Linked DNA regions of Danio rerio: region 1 is linked to region 2. A link is a contact called in public HiChIP or PLAC-seq data. All regions are on one chromosome and are shown on one strand. The core of a region is the stretch at or near the end of the contact, and the rest is flanking DNA. Distances in the headings are between cores, read along the strand shown.

The links. HiChIP or PLAC-seq counts read pairs in DNA pulled down with a chosen protein or histone mark.
Region 1: a contact with region 2 is called in an H3K4me3 HiChIP or PLAC-seq map of embryo, with 7 times the contacts expected there. The contact joins the promoter of mblac2 here to the promoter of si:ch211-202e12.3 in region 2. A contact is called at or near these places in 2 of 18 Hi-C or Micro-C datasets (caudal fin and embryo) and 1 of 4 datasets of contacts at active chromatin or transcription factors (embryo).

Annotation. Positions count from the first base shown.
Region 1 is chr5:52,722,105-52,724,804 of GRCz12tu, reverse strand. It overlaps mblac2 (metallo-beta-lactamase domain containing 2), which reads left to right and starts at 1,394. Exons shown (of 2, transcript NM_001123267.1): 1 at 1,394-1,835. The coding sequence starts at 1,394. It also overlaps a transcript of polr3g not described here.
Region 2 is chr5:52,234,158-52,236,857 of GRCz12tu, reverse strand. si:ch211-202e12.3 (a long non-coding RNA gene) reads left to right here and starts at 1,425. Exons shown (of 6, transcript XR_012406334.1): 1 at 1,425-1,768.

The DNA.
Region 1 (2,700 bases), core at 145-2,644, 490 kb before region 2:
GTGATGTCACTGGATGGTGATGTCATGAATAGTGATGCAAAACTGTCAATCAATATAATATGTCCCTTTGTAGTATTTTTGAAGGATGTAAACAAAAACAATGGTCTTAGCATATTTCCTGTTTTACATGTTTAACTTGTATAGCTTCCGAGAATCCAAAAAGAGCCACATATTGATAAATAATGTTATGACAGCGGTTTTAACATTATGATATGGTTGAAGTGCCTCTTTTACAGTTATGAAATAGTTTGATAACAAGCAGGAAATGTTCATAAAATACAGAATGAGATTGTTCAGTAATGCACATAAAATAACATTTCAAATATGTTAATTTAGATTTTCTTGAAAGGTGGATTAAAAAAAATGAATTATTGAACTGCTACATGAATTTGAGCAATCATATGTAATTTATTTTCTTTTAAACTATAAAACTTAATTAAATCAATAGTTTCAAGTAGTGTATTTAATTGTTATGCAACTGTAAATGCAAGAACATAAAACAGGGCATAATGCACTGTTTATATAAAGGATGTATTTATTCATTTATTATTTAATTATTTGTAATTTACAGTCATTTATTGTTATTTATTTTTAACAGTATTTTAAATTATGCATTAAGGAAATCTATGCATAATTGTTCTCGAGACAAGCAACTCTGATGTGTTTGGTTTCCTCTTTTTTTTATTTATTTAGTCGTTTAGTTAATTTAGTATATTTATTTATTTTTCCCCAAAATAACTGTTTGGCATTAGTAAACTTAGACTAACAACCCTCGTTTGATCGTCTTTTAATTTCTGAGTTGCCAAAGCACACCTGAATACGATTAATATTAGGCTACTTTACTATTTGAGTAGAATTCACCTCGCAAAAACGCAGCATGTTACAACAATACACTTGTATCTTTGTAAGAAATACGAGATATATGATTGAAACATTGTATTTAACATACAAGATACATTGTAACAGCATTTGGGTAAATAAATGCAGATATAATGTTTTACTTATTTAAATATCCATTACGTTTTACTTATTTAAATCTCCATTACGCTCCGTCGCGGAGCAGCAACAGAAAAAAAAACATATTCAAATAGCAACCACTTACCTTTACAGCTTTCAGACGCATTAAGTACAAATAGGCAATTAATTAAATACCGCTTGTGCTTTATTATTAATATGCATAACTTGGGAGGCGCTAATTTCATCAATGGCCAATAGCATTCTCGATTCTACGGCGCGTCACGTCGTTATGGCTGGTGACGTGTTACGCTTGCGGAACAGGGTGTCAGCGTCCTCCTCTCTGCGGCTGAAGCAGCAAAATTTGAAGCCAGAATTATAGGCTAACAACCATACATCTATCCTCGTATGCAATAACAACATCTTGAATGAATTTGGGATGGCTGCGACCGACTGGTACGCGCACAAGTCGCTGGAAAACGGCGTGTTTTGGATCCAGGAACGGTTTTATGAATCGGGGAACAGGGCGAATATCTGGCTCATTCGCGGTTCTCATCAGGACGTCGTCATAGACACCGGCCTGGGTTTACGGAGCCTGCCTGAATACATCCAAGAGAAATCGCTGCTCGGGGACGACGCGAAGCGTAAAAACCCGCTGTTGGCCATCGGCACACATGTGCATTTTGATCATTCGGGTGGGCTGCATCAGTTTCAACAGGTGGGCGTGCACAAAGCGGAGGTGGACGCTCTGGCCAACGGTGACAACTTCGAGACCGTGACATGGCTCTCTGACCGCGAGATTGTGGAGGTTCCTTCGCCTGGATGGAGAGCCAGGCAATACAGAGTGAAAGCGGTCACACCAACCCATATATTACAAGAAGGTGGGCTTGTAATTACTTGTAACTACTGTGCCAGTGTATGCAACATTATACGTTTTAAGCACATTTTTTATGTGTGCATGCATTTATGCACCGTTGCAGGGTTCAAGGCATAATCTATTACAGTAGTAAAATACACTGAATTGCATGACTTCATTCTGGGCATCCTTATATAATATCTTTTTGAAGAGCTCCAGAGAAAGATCGAAACAAATCAGATCATGCTAAACTCACCAGAGGACATGTCAGTGGTTAGTGAAAACCAAGCCGACTGTCTAATGTGGCTTTATAATCTGCCTGATGGTGGAGAATGCAGCATTATAGTGGACCACTGGCAGAAACCCAGCGGATGCAGAGTAAACCACACATGACCTCCTCCCCGTAATTCTCAGTCAATGGACTACTCTGCAGTGAGTTGTACTCAGTGGTGGAAAAAGTACTGAAAAATCATACTCAAGTAAAAGTACCTTTACTTGCCTTAAAATGCAGTGCAATTAGATTAAAATTATATGTTGTAAATCTTACTCAAAGTATGAGTAAAAAGTAGCTCTTTAAAAAGTACTCAAGAGTAGTGAGTATTATGCCGTGAAAAGCTGATGCGTTTACATGTAATTTGTGTATGTGTGTAAACGTAACATTCTGTAGTGCATCTAGTTATAGCCCAGCAGGTACACAACGCCATAAGACGTTATTATTAGGTTTGACTTAGGTTGTGATGTCAGTTGACCAAAATTCAATGGCTAGCCAGCGTTTAAGGACAACATTATTTCGATGTCCAATAATGACTTCAAGTGATGTTGATATTTGGATGGTTTTTAGGCTGTTAGAAAGTGACCAAAATCCAACATCAAGCCAATATCTTTAACCT
Region 2 (2,700 bases), core at 176-2,675:
ATCTTTATTTACAGTTAAAGCAGTTCTTGCTGCTTGTTTACTTGTTTTAGTGAAGTTGTGGGTCTGCATCAAATTTAATTTCCTGCCTTTTAGTAAATCTTGGCCACATTGATATATTTTCTGATTTAAAGGGATAGTTCACTTAAAAATTGTCATTTCTAAATTAATTATTCTAAATTACTATTCAATTTCCCAATGATGGGCTGCAGCTGGAAGGTCGTGCGCTGCGTAAAACATGGATAAGTTGGCGATTCATTCTGCAGTGGCGACCCCGGATTAATAAAAGGACTAAGCTGAAAAGAAAATGAATGAATGAATAATTAATATTTAATATATAGGAGACTATTTTCCAATAAACCTAGAATGTATCAGGGTATCCGCTGGGTCTTAAAAATTCTTAAAATGTCTTAACTCTCAAAGGCTAAGTTTAAGGCCTTAGAAATCAACTGAAATGTTGGGTTTTAGGTCTTAAATATTTTTTTACACGTCTTAATGTTCCTTTGTTCATGTACAGCTAACCAATCTGGCCATTAACCCCCCTACAATCACCACAACCCATCTCAATCTATTTTAACTTAATATTTTAAAAGAGCATTTAATTACTTTCCTTACAGTAATATTTGATTAAAAGTCCTTCATTTATTTACTGCTGAGGATATACTGACCTGACCAGTGGTTCAAACAGAATTATTATTGTTGTTTTATTGTTAAATGTATTAAATTTTAATAATTTTTTGATATGGCAAATCTTTTCTAACTAGGGTATTTGAAAAAAAATCCTTAGCATTTAGCTCTGTACAAGTCTAAAATTTCATTCATAATAGTCTTTAAAAATGACTTAAGAAGTTTTACATTTAATTTGGTGAAACCTGCAGAAACCCTGATATATTTATATATTTATTATTATTTTATTTTAATTTTTTGAGACAAAGTTCTAGGCGCCGTGGTGGCTAAGTAGGGAGTGCTGTCGCCTCACAGCAAGAAGGTCGCTGGTTCAAGCCTTGGCTGGGTCAGTTGGCATTTCTGTGTGGAGTTTGCATGTTTGCCCGTGGCTCCGGTTTACCCCACAAGTCCAAAGACATGTGGTACAAGTGAACTGGGTTAGCTAAATTGTCCGGAGTGTATGTGTGTAAATGAGAGTGTATGGATGTTTCCCATAGATAGGTTGCAGCTGGAAGGGCATCCGCTGCGTAAAACATGCTGGATAAATTGGCGGTTCATTCCACAGATTAATCCAGATTAATAAAAGGGACTAAGACACTATATATATATATATATATATATATATATATATATATATATATAGATATATATATATATAGATATATATATATATATATATATATATATATATATATATATATATATATATATATATATATATATATATATATATATATATGACTTGAGCAAGATACCTCGTTCCTACTTTCTTTTAACCTTTTTATGAACAATATTTAAATGTATGTCAACATCTTTGACAGCAAGAGTCTGTTAAAAATAATATGTAAATTGACCACGAGCAGACACTTTAACCAATCATGATGTTTTCTGTTCCGCAAAACATCCATATATGGAAACCGGAAGCTTAGAAGACAACAGACTTTAAAGCGAATTTAAAAAATGTAACGACTGTTTTTACCTCGATCACATGTCAGCATCGACATACACAGCTCAAACCCTAATAAACTGTTGACTATGACAGGGTACAGACACCATGAAAGCAACAGCAACGAGGAAAACACGTTAGGAAAGTTATCTGTGGCAGGTAAGAACTTCGAAAGCTGTATAACGAACCACATTAGTGTTGTCCTGTTTGATTTCGTATAGCGTATTGTTTGGTCATTTCGAAAGTGAAAAATCTACAAATAATTATCGGATAAACATTCGTATACCATTCGTGTTCTTCAGAATTTACTCCAACTTGTCACATAACACCGGCCAGGATGTTTCAAGCAAGCCTATTAACTGCTTGATTAACTGGCTCATGATTGTGCTTGATGCTAAGCTGGCCATCCAGAATCGTGTTTGGGCATCCCTGCCCTATACAAATGAATTGTATTGTGAAAAGCTGAGGTACGAAAGAACAATGTCACATTTTGGCCACAAGATGTCATCATTGTTCAATGGTTAAAAAATGTGACACGCAGTATCATCTTCATTATTTGAATGCATCCACACGTTTCTCCGGTGAAACTGTACTAATCATCGTCAGGTCCATTATAACGATAGGCTACATTGATTCTGCGCAAATTCGACACACACAACCACACTCTTCGATTAGACATTCATGTGAATTTGTGTTTTATTTGAGTTGCACTGAATAGAAAATATTAATAGATTTCTAAATGCGTGATCACATTATATGCTATTGGAATGAGCTCGTTAAATGTAACATTTTTCAGTGCACTGTATAGGTCAATTGAATAAGCCTAGATTCGTGTCACCTATGAGGACAGTTTTAGTCTTCTTATTTATTCTCTATTCATACTTATCACTTGAAAAGTTTAACCGTATAGAACATGTTTAAAATGTAGGTTAAGCATTTTTGAAAACACAATGATCAATAAACCACAACAAAAAGCTTATATTTCAGCGTTTAATCAAGGACATTCATTTTCTATAAAACATCCAATTGCATTAAGACATTATATCTCATTTGACTTACACATTCAGAGTAAATAAGGACAACATCATATA